Linked DNA regions of Anser cygnoides: region 2 is linked to region 1. Evidence: chromatin contacts called from public Hi-C data. All regions are on one chromosome and are shown on one strand. The core of a region is the stretch at or near the end of the contact, and the rest is flanking DNA. Distances in the headings are between cores, read along the strand shown.

Region 1 (7,111 bases), core at 3,300-5,799:
ACTTTCTTTAAGAGCTAATAGCTCTGGTGATGTACAAACTCTATTGGTGCATTGCTTGGCTGAAGTGAACACTAACTACGGGCCAGGAGCTCAGTCACAACTGTTACTACAAATTCTCAGTAACAGGGCAGGAAGCCTGCTTAGACTATTACAAGGTATTACAACTGTGAATCAGGCTGCCACAAGGACAGACCGCTGGTCCCACTGGAGCCATTTCAACTTCCCAGAAATAAAATCCAAGATGACGAAACATATAAAGCTCCTTAAGTCCAGAACAAACAACCGAAAGTCAAGAAGCTGTAATATACAAACATCACCGTGGCAGCTTTGCAAGAGAGGAAGTTTGCAGGTCTCTTTCCCTTTGGGTGCACTATGTGCTTCAGCTGAGTTACTTTCCTGCATTACGGCCCACAGCAGAGCTGTTTGGGAGATACCCACATTGCCATCCAAACTGCAATAGTTCCACGCAGAGTCAGACCCAGAACAGCATTAATCAAGCTGGCTCAGGTACTGGTAACAACAGAACCACTGTGGTGCAGGTATCAACTTCTGATTATGTACAGCCACAGGCAGGCTATTAAAGTGAAGAGCAAAACCTGCTGCTGCTGTTAGTACCTTTGCTGAGCTGGGAATTACGGCCTTAAAAATGTCTACACTTGCTGCACTTGTACCTTTCAATTGCAGTGTAGGCAGAACCTTAATCTGCCTGGGAAAATCTGGCTCCTACAGGGGAATGGAGAAGGCACTGAATGAAAGATTCTTTTTTCCCCCAGTAAAATTATACTGGAGTCCAATTACTGTATAAAACAATGTTATTAATTTTAACGTTTCAAAGGTCGTAAATCTAAAGATACTACCTAAGCATATCCCCATGATAAGGTCTATTATATACCGAATAGCCAAAGAATACATTCATTAAAAAAAAGAAACACATCGAGTAATTTTTACATAAGTCACTGAAATACTTGACAAAGATTTCCTGAAATGCTTCTCCAGGGTGTGGAAGATAGCCCTGTCTCCTTAATCCACATTACAGCTCCTCCAGAATGTGGATTACTCCTGAAACACTCATTCTTACCCCTCTGCACCTGGATTAGCAAATGTAACACTTGACTGGTCAGTGTAATTTTCAGTGAGGCAAATCCCCTGTTTTGCCCAATCAGCCTTCTAGAGGCTGGGGTTTAAACAGTAATCATCACGTGTGAAGTCGTTAACTTCCCCGATTACGTGACACAAAATATAGTTTAAATTTCTCTTTCATACCTAGGATGAAATATAAAACTACTTACTATTTCTAACTTCAAACCGGTTTCTGAAAAGCCCTTGTGGTCTTTTAGTGTATTTCTGATTAAAAACTTCCTCATCCTCCAGTGACGTCCTAGCATAATGCCCAGTAGCAATTGCATCGGCTCCTAGCAAGGAAAAAAAGGTGAAAAATAAACAAACATAAAACTCACAAAGGCACATACTTGAAATTCACAGTGTAAAGCAGGGCTATAAACATCTAGGAAAAAAGCAGAAAACAACGAAGGAAGAAAACCTAAGGAGAAGTCTTATACTGACAGGCATCACACCCCTGCTATTTAATCAACATGAACTGTTAATCAGCATGTTGGAATTTGTGTTTTTGTACTTTAAGGACCACCCAAGAATGTAAGATTTAATGCTCAGGTCAACATGCATCCCTGAATTAAATCTGCTCCTAAATATATAACAGTAAATTCAAACCCAAATAGTTTACAGATATTGAAATACTGCCACAGAGATGCACAATTTATGCACACAACTGAATTCCTGTTTTTCCCCACCTTTCCAGAAGTTGCTACCATTTTAGCATTTCCCCCGCATACGCTGTGTACTGATGCACTTCAAAGAGCCTTACCAAGGTTATCCATAGCATAGTGAAGAAAGTAGTTGAATTTTATATGCTTGTTACACACAATATCAGGATTAGGTGTCCTTCCCAATTCATACTCTTTTAAGAAGTCACTGTAAAATAAAGAGTCACACGTATATTAACATTATTAGCACTGCACGATACTCTCCAATACAGGAAGATCAGTTACACGGGAGAACTTGAGACCCAGTCATATGAAGCATTTTATGTAAGAGATAAAATATCCATCAGCTTTTAACCTGTAAAAAACAATGCTTGCAGGATTTTCTCCAGACTGAGGGCATGGTCAAACCATCATTCACAATCTTGCACAGTACAGATGATTTATTAAATTACCATTACTCAGGGGAGACACAGCTATCCACTGTGCACATCCTACTTATCTCTTACAAAATACTTATTTTTCAGAATTAAAAAAGCCTGATCAATTTTTCAAAGCTTTTCAAGCAGCCACCAGGAGATTGTGTGTTCCAGCTGCAAGGACACTAGCTTAATCTGTGAGAGCATACCATAAGCAGTCATGGGACCTTGCCTTAACTTTATAGACATTTTTTCCTGCCTTTTTTTTTTTTCCCCACTCAAAAAATAAGTATAGTTTCTCATGGTCAAATTGTAGTTTTTACACTTTCATGCAACTAAAATGCTTAGCATTATTCGCTTGAAAACATTTAAATAACTACTAATAAAATTAAATTAGCATACAGCGATGCACAGAGACAGCAGAAGGCCCAATGTTTGCTTTATTTTGCTTGCCCTCAGTGGTCACTCAAGTCAAAAGGGACAGAGGGCAGAGCCTGGAAAAGAATCTTTACCTGTATTTAAACGAACTACTGAATCTCTCTGATGCAAAGACATGAAACAGACTCTGTACAGACCATGGGAAAGACAAGACCTGAGATAGTTCTCTTGATAAAAGGTGGTTTTTGATGAATAATCCTTTAAAGAGAGACTTCAGGGAATAAATTCAAGCTCAGCGATGACAGTAAGGAAAAAAAGGCTTCTGGAACAAACCAAGATACTTACAACACTTTGCTTGGGAATGCTGTACTAATAAATGATGAGAAGCAAAAGGAAAGCTGATCTTCTGTGATCTTTGATTCATCATTTACAGCCATCCCCCACCCCGCAAGAGTTTTGATACCATTCATTCATTCTCTCACACCAAAAATGAAAATGGAGTGAACCTTCCCAGAACAGGACCATTTTCTTCACTGAATGTGCAAGAGTTTTGTGTTTAACTTGATGCCACTGCCATGTGGCACAGAGATAGCACAACTAAGTTATTCCTCAGTTTCTTCTAAGACAAGGTAACAAGAGCACTACTTAAAGGAGGAGGAAAATGAACTAATGTTGAATAAGTAGGAGAGAAATTTGGTTGTTACACCAATACCTCCCTTCTTCTCCCTTCCAAGAAAACCTTTCAGCTTTCTCCATGCATAACTTTCTTCCATTACAGTGGAACAAAGTCATAGGAAGAGCAAATCTGAACATCCACTTCAGAGAACAACATCAAATTTGTCAGAAATTTTAAGAAGGCTAAGTCATGATTGCTCTGTGATAAACTGGATTCAGCATATACTAATATAACGTACAATGCACTGCATAAATTACACAAATAAACAAGGGTAATAGCATCCCATGACATAATTTTTCCTCAAGCTACGATAATGTTGGGCCAGTATGTAGGAAAAAGAAATGAGCTGCAATAATGGCATTAACATGCATTCATAATAACTGTAGATAAACCTATTAATTTCAAAATTAACGAGTGTATTAAAACCAACAGTTAAATTGTGATGTTAAATGTGAATGAGAGAGAAAACAATTCTGCGTTTAAGGAGCGTCACTACTTCCTTTTAGCACCAATAATACTGCAATAAACTGCCTTTACCATCCTCACTTTTCACAGGAACACGGCACTATGTTAATCTCTTTCTGAAAGACCACCTGTTTTGAGTAGGTTTCTACCTGAATACTTCATTCCAGTATTCCTTCACGTAGGAAACCTGGTGAAAAGGGATATCGAGCTTCTGACAAACCCGGTAAGCATCTTCGCAATCTCGGTCGACGGAGCAAGCTCCTTGCTCATCCAGAGGGTCCCAGTTTTTCATGAAGACGCCCGTCACTTGGTAGCCTACCAAGGGAAGGCAAGGAATGACTGATAAACTGAAAATCTTATAGGGTGGGCCTTAGGACTGTGTTTTTCAAGGCAACCGCGTCCTTCAGAAGATGCGAGAAACTCTGTATTATGCACGCACCCTGCTAGGAGTTTCACAGTAAAGCTATCACGTAATATTTTCGCTAAGGGCAGAGCAATAGCTGACACCCAGATAAGGTGTTTATGAAATCCCCACGGCAACAGCACACAATGCCGAGTTGCTCCGGCTTCCCCCTGCACCACCGGCTCCCTCCGGCGCCCCGAGCCTTGCCTTCCCCTCTCCCTCAGCCCCGGGGGGACCCGGCCGAGACCCGACGGGGGCCCGGCCGCCCTCGCCCACCTCGGCGCCTCAGCAGCAGCGCTGCCACGGCGCTGTCCACCCCGCCGGACACGGCGCAGGCGACATGGCGGGCCCCCGCCCCCCGCAGCATCGCCCCGGCCAGGATCGGCCCGGCTCGGCCCCACCGCCCCTTCCTCCCCGCCGCCCGCCCCTTCCGCCGCCATGGCCCCGGGGGCCGGGCTTAGCGTGAGGGGAGCGAGCGGGGCTGGGCGGTTTCTGGCGAGCAGGGGCAGCTTTTCTCGGCACAGGGGGTTGTCTGAGGGCAGGTGGGACGGGAGGTGGGTGGAGGAGGCGTTATTAAGGCAATTAAAGTGTAAAAGTTAGAGAAGGTGGCCCGAATTTGCTGCCCTTGACCCCCCCCCCCCGCGCAGTCAGTGGGAACCACCTCTGCCAGCTGCTCATCGGCAGAGGACTCGAGTTGTACCGGATAAACCAAGCCACAGTTTGACCCAGTGAAAATCTTAATGTCTAGGATCGATTGCTTCATGTTCGCTACCATTAAATGAGGCAGCAGCTGTGCCACATGCTGCACGATGCAGGTCTGGAGGTCGGGGCAGCCCCCACCCATTGTGGACTTACTGCCGTGAAGTTTGGGCAAGTGACCTGCTCCTTGAAGGGGAAAAGTGGCAGAGTGGGATGCATCTACATGCCGTCAGCTCTCGGTGAATCCCACAACTATTCAGCTGGCCTGATGCCTGCTTTAGGACCATGCAGGGATATGGTTCGCAGGGTAGCTGACACAGCCCACTGAAAATTGCCAATAAAAGAGTTGTTATGGTCATCCCCCAAAACTGTTCTTAACTGACACATAACAGTTGATTCTCTCTCAGTTTCTGAAATAGGGCATAACCTAATTTTAAAATGAAATCACAAATACACCAATACTGGGAGAAAGAGTGGGTGTGGTGTTTCCTTTTTGGTTGTTTTTGGTTGTTTTTAAAGTGTCCCCCTTTGTTTTCATTTGAAACTGTACAAAGAACTAGCTTCTGCACCCTGCTTAAAGGCTACATGAAGACATGGTTTGAGTATTGCTTTAACTGAGCAGCAGACTCCTAAGTGAAATTTTAGTAAATGCCTTGGTTATCCATCTCACTTTTTGCAGAGGGAAAGCAGGAACAAGAAAAAGTATAGAAATTCTACGTCACAGTGGGTCATACTTAGTAGGACGGGGTGGCATGGTTGCTCCCTCTGACTCAGAAGTCTTCACAACCTTGCCAGAAGTCTTGGTTCACAAGTCTGATGCTGCAGTAACCACAGAAAAGGCAGCCATGGTAAAAAGTAAAGTACCTCCACCTAAAGCAGCCTTGTTCAACATCAGTATTTAACAAACTCATCTGAACACTTTTTCCCTATTTAGACAGTTGGTCTCAAAGTTACCAATGGATAGAATATTTCCAGAAGCTGATTAACTTTTATACGTTGATATACTAAGCTAATACATGCACAGCAGAAGCTTCTGGTCTCCAAAACAGATATCTGACTTTAACAGTTATGTGCTACTATTGTGTGCATTTTCATTTCCACTCACCTCTCTGTATTTAAAAGTCTCCACATATCATGAAAGTGTTGCAAACTCTAATTTTTCTGCTATTTGAAAGGGAGAAATTTAAGCCTTCAAATGTCAAGACCAAGCCATCTGGCAATAACATGCTGTTACTTTCTTCATTGAATCATACAATCATCCAGCTGTTAATGTTAGTATATTCCACTAATTCAACAGTAAAGAATTTATTTCCTGACTTGCAACACTTTTGTATTAAAAACTGAAATCCACTAGTTTTACCTGCATTGTAAGATTTTAGTGAAACATTAAAATAGACTGACCAAATCCTGTAGTAAGAGATTCCTAGTTTGTACAACAGTTTGTTAGTTAAACCCGTTTATTTTTAAGTTAAATCTTCATTGCACATAGGAAATAAAGACACAAAGGACAACCAGTAAGAAATAAAAAAATGCAGGCTTCCAATACAGAGACTATCCCTTTGACTTAAACTTTAAATACGCCGTTGTGGTATATCCATGAGGAAAACTCTTCGTCGGACTGAGTTTTACTGTATAAGGACTCTTACAATTCTATTGCTACAGCATTTCACCATTCATCTTCATAAAGCTATGTGAGTGAAGAGTAGCACCTAACACTTTAAAGATCACAGATACCAAGAATTCTTCACTTCAGCCCAAGTTCAGAACTTCAGCAGAGGGGAATCCAGATTTTCTTTGTTTACATCAGGACTCAGAGTGATAAGAGGAGAACTCAAATCAATTAACTGAAAGAAAATACATGATGAAGTTTAGCTCTTTGTACATTATTAGAAGACTTAATAGAGATTAACAGTACTAAATTTTTGTTTAGGATTCCTGTTAGTATCCAAAGTACAGATACAAGCACCACACTCAAGCATTTAGGTTCAGATTAGTTTGTTTTTTTAAAAAAAAAGATCTAGCTCATTCTTAGACAAGCACAAGCTTCTCAAAGCTTCTTACAAGGTAGATATTCCCCATACTTACCTTTAAAAACCTAAAAGGCTTTTAGCTTTCAATACTATGCATATTCAAGTGATGCTATCATCCAGGCAGGACAGAGCATTTCTGAACTCCTCTAAACATACCCCCAAAAGTCAGATGAAGTCAGACTTCTGTGATCCCCTTTTGAGATACTTCGAAGTTTTGAAGTGCCTGATATTAAATTGATCCCAACTACATCTAATGTCAGAGG
Region 2 (7,111 bases), core at 2,526-5,025, 190 kb before region 1:
AACCCTGTCCCTAAGCACCATGTCCAACCTCTCCTTGGACACCCCCAGGGACGGTGACTCCACCACCTCCCTGGGCAACCCGTCCCAGTGCCTGATTGCTCCTTCTGAGAAGAAATGTCTCCTCATTTCCAGCCTGAACCTCCAGAGCAGGAGGTATCAGGAACCACCAACAGGTGGCCTAAAAGCTAGCAAGTTATTTGTTATTCAGGCGTACTTTGTTTGCACATCTAATGTGTTGTTAGTTGTACCCGAGATGATAAATAATGTTCCCCTCCAGAACTTAGCTTTATGTGCTCCTCACGTATGGCACAAAACTTGAATTTTCTTTCCAGGTGTTGGAAAATTAGAAGGTTGATGAATAAAGTGTGGTTAAAGGCTGCTTTATGGCTGGCTGTTGTGGTTTCTGAGATTATTTTCTCAGAGCGTTACTTTAGCAGGAATAGATCACCGGGGCATTTGCAAAGTGAGTAAATGCAGTTATAAATACAAGTTACAGGTATAAATTTATGTTTAACATTATGTACATGTAGATGCTGTACAAGATATAGCTTGTGTTGCACGGATGCCTAAACCTGAGGATATTTTTCATATGTGCAGACCCTCCCCAAGCAAAAATTAGGCAGATAAAACCACTGAGTGCTGGGGGGCACACCACATGTTGCCTGTTTGCATTATACTTGAAAAATCCCATGACATAAAGGTTTTCACCATTCTTACTCTTAAAAAAAGTGAACCGCTTGTAACACAGAATTAGTGTACGTGAATTTTTAAGCATTGTTCTAATGGGCTGAGATGAGAAAAGCTCCAGTTTCTTGCAACAAGAGAACAATTTCCCTCGCAAAAGTGGATGTTATGCTGAATCAGCCTTAAAAACTGTTGTCAGACCTAGACACAGGCAACTCCAGCTCCATGTTCCTCTTCCTTTGGTCTGGAGATCTCACAGCAGAACTTAAAACAATGAGCAATTCTCCCCACTACTCATAGGGTCTCTTTCCTGCTCTTGTAAACCTCAAGTTTTAAGAAAATCCGTTGAAGTTTAGTTTATTTTTTGTAGAGCTGAGCACTGAATGGATCTGGGTAACAGTGCTATCTTTTTTTTTTTTTTTAAATCTTTTTTTTTTTTAGCATCTCAGTTTTGTTTTAAATTCACTTTGGAAAGAAGCTTGAAATACTCCACTCCCAGGCAAGTCGAAACAGAGCATTTTTTGAACCGTGAAATGAACATGTCATCAGTTGGTACCAAGAAAACAAAGGGTCAGGCAAAACCTCGCCCACTTACATATTTTTATGGAAGTCTCCCATCGTCTTGATGTCGGTGTGATTCCTTCTATAGAAAAGGACAGTTAATACCAGGAATGAGACCCAAAGGGAGTATCTAATTTTCTTTGAAGGATCAGCCTTTGCTGAAAACCTGCCAGCTAAAACACGAGACATAATTCTGATTTTCATCCCCACCTTGAGTTTCCTATACCAACGGTTGGCTTTCACCGTTACAGTCTCCGACTCATTCTGGAAGCAAGACCCCACAGAAAGAGCAGCCAAAAGGGATGGGTCCAGGCCTGACCCCTGCCCAAGCGGTGACCCCAGCTTTAACGGAGCAGTATTGGGACAGGCAGGGACATTTCACCATTTTCTGAAAAGATTTGAGTCGCCATGTGTTAAATAAGCCACTCCTTTCAGCAGGGCAATGAGCCGACATTTGAATACTGTATTTGCTGCTTAGCATTTGAAATGCATTTTTATGGCACAATTATATGACAAGTGGTAGAATGCGTGAAAGGGCTCCGGAACAATAGGAATTGTGTAATTAATGAGAAAACAGTGAAACGCCAGATAAACAAGAGAAAATTAACTGCTCGGCAAGTGGCTCCAAGAAAGAAGCGGGCAAGTAACACAAAAGGAGCAGAACAGAGGATTTTGTGTAATTATGCTCATAATTAGTTTCATACAAATGCTTTTACAATATCTTCCCTTTCCAGACTCTTGGATGTTGCCTCTTACTGCAATAAAATGGGAAGAAAAAAGTTTAAACATTCTTTTCTTGTGGATCTATTTAACCTAATAAAAACTCCTGAAACAAGTACTTGGATCTCACATTTAAAAACCTGTAGAGAAGGATTGTGTTGAAACAAAAACTTTATTTTTTATTTTATTTTTTCCCCCAAGATGTGGGCATTAAGTATTGCATGAAGAAAATGCAGAGAGAAAAATATAGACTTAACACCAGGGTGTTTTTTATCCAGATGCCAAGTTAATGTTGATATGAATTAAATCAAGTACAGCATGAGTTGTTTGATTTTTGTGAGCATAAAAGGCACCACGACATGCACTCAAACGTGATAATGGGGAAGTTATTTTTAATTCCTTTTGAACCTATTTTCTTCCTCTTCCTTTTCACGAACTACTGTTTTCATCAGAGGATCAGAAAAGGCAACTAAGCTTCTAAATTCCATTAAAAAAATCTGCTGGAGTAAAGCTGAATCAGCTAAACACCTTCCAAAACTGCAATTTATAAAGCTTTTTTTTTTATTTCCTGACAGACATATTGGCAATAATCCATTTTTTCCCTCCTCCTTGAAATAATGCAGTTCCGGGGATGAAAAGCAGTTGAAAGAATCTTTTCTTTTTTTTTTTTTTTTTTTTTTTTTTTTTTTTTTTTTAATTTCCACGGCTTTCTCGTGAGTACCCAAGAGCCTAATCTCAAAGAGCCTAATCCGAAGAGCAACAGCTCGCCCTAAAAGTTGCCTTCGTGCCTACACGGGGCAGAGCGCATCGCAGAAGCGCAGCGTGCCACCTTCGGCGTCTTCTTGCTTGCCTCTTGCTGGCTTTCTCTGTAACTGGGCCATCGCTTTTTTGGTACTCCTGGCGTTTTTTGGCACCTGTGGCCCATTTTTTTTCCTTTCTCCCAGCTCCCTGCTCCCTCTGCTGCGGTTGGCAGCGCGGGCGCGCAACCTGCGCGCTTCTGGCCGCCCCCACCAGGGGACGCCGCAGCCGCGGGGATGCATTGCAAACCCAACGGGGATATTGCAAACCCAACGGGAACATTGCAAACCCAACGGGGATACTGCAAACCCAACGGGAACATTGCAAACCCAACGGGGATACTGCAAACCCAACGGGGATATTGCAAACCCAGCGGGAGCATTGCAAACCCAAGGGGAATATCGCAAACACAGCGACGGAAAGTGCCCGTCGGAAAGTCAGGGAGAGGAGCGACACCGTGCTCACCGGGGCAAGAGCGAAATGTTGGGCTTTGGCTTTGCTTCTGCCCACAAGCCGGGCGACTTTGCAGCTCGTGCGTTATCTGAAGTCGCCCCAAAGAAATCTTTAGTTGAAGGCTCCGGGTCCTACCTGCTGCTCCGCAGCAAAGCGGCAGCCCTGGGAAAGGCGCAGAGCGCACAGCGCAGCTCCGGCTGGGGGGAACCGGAGTTACCCTCGCTCTGCAAAGCGATCCCACTTTTCTTTCTTTCTTTATACATTTTATTCGCATTTGTTTATTTGTCAATCACTTTAATTTCAGTTTAAACGGCAAACCCGAGACGACAGGTGGCTGCCGCCCGGGGAAGCCAGCCGCTCGCTCCGCGGCCACCCTGGGCACCTTCTCCCTTCTCCTGCCCCCGGAGCCGAGCCGTGCCGAGCCGAGCCGGGGCGCGGAGCCCGCCGCCGAGCTCCGCAGGGCGGGAGCCCCCGGGGGCAGGATCCGGCCCCCGGCCCCCACCCGGGAGGGGCCGGGCGGGGCCGTCGGGAATCCCCGCCCCGGGCAGCCCCCGCGCCGCCGCGGAGCTGCGGGGACGGGACGGGGACGGGGAAAGGGACGGGGACGGGGACAGGGACGGGAAGGGGACGGGGTGGCCGCAGGGACCACGCGGGACTGCGCCGTTCGTGGGGCGGCCCCGCCGAGGGGGCGCTGCGCCCTAGCAGGAGGAGGAGGAAGAGGAGGAGGAGGAGGAGAAAGGAGGGGGGAGTGCTTCGGTATTTAATTTTTTTTTTTTTTTTTGGAGAAGGAGACGAGCAGCAGGTTTATGCTAATCGCCCTCTCGGGAGCAGCAGCGGGAGGAGGAGGAGGAGGAGAGGAGCCATTTTGAACTCACTTCAAAGTTGAAGGTGGAAAAGTTGGAGCTCTCCAGCCCGCCGCCCGCGGACGGGGACGGGGACCGGGACGGGGACCGGGACCGGGACGGGGCGCCCGAGGAGCCCGGGAGGCGGCGGCGGCGGCGGCCGGGGCTGATGGATGAGGGCGGCTGGGCAGCCCGGCGGGTGGATGGATTGTGCGGCAGCCCCCTGCCCGCCGTCTCTGCCTCCTGAGCCCCGGAGATGCCGCGGCTGTCCGCCGCCTCCTGCGTGTCCTGGGCCGCTCTGCTCTGCGCCCTGGCCCCGGCGGGCGGCGGGGAGCTGCGGCCGCCCCGCACCGCCCCGCTCCTCCACCTGCCCCCGGGGGCTGCGGGGCGCCGAGCCCCCGAGCCCCCCGCGCTGCCGCCCGCCGGGAGCCTGAGGGCTGCGGGCACCGCGCTGCGCCGAGCCCCCGGCCCCGCCGAGCCCCGAGGTGGGGGGCTCTGCCCGCGGCGAGCCCGGCGGAGGGGCGTCCCCGAGCCCCCCGCAGCCGGGGGGGTCTCGGCAGGCTGCCCCCCGGCACCCCGGAGCGGTGCGGAGAGCTGGGGGCAGCGGGGAGCGCGGCGGGCGAGGAGCCCCAACAGCCCGCCGCAGTTCCAGCTGCCCAGCTACCAGGTGTCCATCCCCGAGAACGAGCCCGCTGGCACGGCCGTCATCGTGCTGCGGGCCCAGGACCCCGACGAGGGGGAAGCAGGCCGGCTGACGTACTCCATGGAGGCGCTTTTCGACGAGCGCTCCAACGATTACTTCTCCATCGACGCCCAGACGGGCAGCGTGGTCACCGCCCGCAGCCTCGACCGGGAGACGAAGGACACCCACGTCCTGAAGGTGACCGCCTCCGATCACGGCTCCCCGCGCCGCCGCTCGGCCACCACCTACCTGACGGTGACCGTGAGCGACACCAACGACCACGAGCCGGTGTTTGAGCAGCCCGAGTACCGGGAGAGCATCCGGGAGAACCTGGAGGTGGGTTACGAGGTGCTGACCATCCGCGCCACCGACGGCGACGCCCCGGCCAACGCCAACATGCTGTACCGCCTGCTGGAGCCGGGAGCGGGCGACGGGGTCTTCGAGATCGACCCGCGCTCGGGCGTCGTGAGGACCCGAGCCCCGGTGGACCGCGAGGAGGTCTCTGAGTATCACCTGGTGGTGGAAGCTAATGACCAGGGCAAGGATCCAGGACCGCGTAGCGCCACGGCCATGGTGCACATTACGGTCGAGGACGAGAACGACAACTACCCCCAGTTCAGCGAGAAGCGCTACCTGGTCCAGGTGCAAGAGGACGCCCCAGTCAACAGCCAGATACTGCAGGTGCAGGCCACGGATCGGGACCGGGGCAGCAACGCCCAGGTGCACTACAGCATCGTGAGTGGCAACCTCAAAGGTCAGTTCTACATCCACTCCTTCTCCGGTGCCATCGACCTGATCAACCCTCTGGATTACGAGACTATTCGGGAGTACACGCTCCGGATCAAAGCCCAGGATGGGGGCAGGCCTCCTTTAATCAACTCCAGCGGCATGGTGTCGGTGCAGGTCGTGGACGTGAACGACAATGCCCCCATCTTTGTCAGCACTCCCTTCCAGGCCACGGTGCTGGAGAACGTTCCCCTGGGCTACTCGGTGCTGCACATCCAGGCTGTGGATGCGGACTCTGGGGAGAATGCGCGCCTGGAGTACAAACTCATAGAGATGGCACCGCCCGCTGGGGGTGCCCCCACGGCAGGTGACTCGGGGTTCCCTTTTCAGATCAACAACAGCACGGGGTGGATCACGGTGGCCGCAGAGCTGGACCGAGAAACTGTGGAGAACTATCACTTTGGGGTGGAGGCCAGGGACCATGGCGTGCCAGTCATGACCTCCTCGGCCAGCGTGTCCATCACTGTCCTGGACGTGAACGACAACAACCCCACCTTCACTGAGAAGGTGTACCACCTCAGGCTGAACGAGGACGCGGCTGTGGGCAGCAGCGTCCTGACTCTGACGGCAGTGGACAGGGACGTGAACAGTGTCGTGACTTACCAGATCACCAGTGGCAACACGAGGAACCGTTTTGCCATCACCAGTCAGAGCGGAGGGGGGCTGATCACGCTGGCCTTGCCCCTGGATTACAAGCAGGAAAGGCAGTATGTGCTCACAGTCACTGCCTCTGACGGCACTCGCTTTGACACTGTCCAGGTCTTCATCAACGTCACAGATGCCAACACGCACCGCCCGGTCTTCCAGAGCTCCCACTACACGGTGAGCGTCAGTGAGGACAAGCCCATTGGCACCTCGATTGTCACCATCAGTGCCACCGACGAAGACACGGGGGAGAATGCGAGAATCACTTACATTTTGGATGATAACATCCCCCAGTTCCGCATCGACCCCGACACCGGCACCATCACCACCCTGATGGAGCTGGACTACGAGGACCAAGCCTCCTACACGTTGGCCATTACAGCCCACGACAACGGCATCCCCCAGAAATCGGACACCACCTACGTCGAGATCCTCATCCTGGATGCTAATGACAACGCGCCCCGCTTCCTGCGCGACCGCTACCAGGGCTCCGTTTTTGAGGACGTACCGCTCTCCACCAGCGTCCTGCAGCTCTCTGCCACTGACCGTGACTCGGGCCTCAACGGCCGTCTCCTCTATACATTCCAAGGTGGTGATGATGGAGATGGAGACTTCTACATTGAACCCACTTCTGGAGTGATACGCACGCTGCGCAAGCTGGACCGTGAGAACGTGGCTGTCTACAGCCTGCGGGCCTTTGCTGTAGACAGGGGCAGCCCACCCCTGAAAGCCTCTGTGGATATCCAAGTGACTGTGCTGGATATCAACGACAACCCTCCTGTCTTTGAGAAGGATGAATTTGACATCTTTGTGGAGGAAAACAGCCCCGTGGGCTCTATTGTGGCACGAATCAGCGCAGCTGACCCCGATGAGGGGACCAACGCACAGATCATGTACCAGATAGTAGAGGGCAACATCCCCGAGGTCTTCCAGCTAGACT

What was found. A called contact is a pair of places that touch in the nucleus more often than the background predicts.
Region 2: a contact with region 1 is called in a Hi-C map of liver, with 3 times the contacts expected there. The contact joins the promoter of CELSR1 here to the promoter of TRMU in region 1. A contact is called at or near these places in 4 of 7 Hi-C or Micro-C datasets (granulosa cells and liver).

Annotation. Positions count from the first base shown.
Region 1 is chr1:16,685,741-16,692,851 of Taihu_goose_T2T_genome, reverse strand. It overlaps TRMU (tRNA mitochondrial 2-thiouridylase), which reads right to left and starts at 4,549. Exons shown (of 12, transcript XM_048068494.2): 1 at 4,396-4,549; 2 at 3,937-4,031; 3 at 1,883-1,989; 4 at 1,290-1,412. The coding sequence starts at 3,986. It overlaps GTSE1 (G2 and S-phase expressed 1), which reads right to left. Exons shown (of 12, transcript XM_048068485.2): 12 at 6,258-6,662. The coding sequence ends at 6,579.
Region 2 is chr1:16,875,325-16,882,435 of Taihu_goose_T2T_genome, reverse strand. It overlaps CELSR1 (cadherin EGF LAG seven-pass G-type receptor 1), which reads left to right and starts at 3,775. Exons shown (of 35, transcript XM_048068507.2): 1 at 3,775-7,111. The coding sequence starts at 4,315.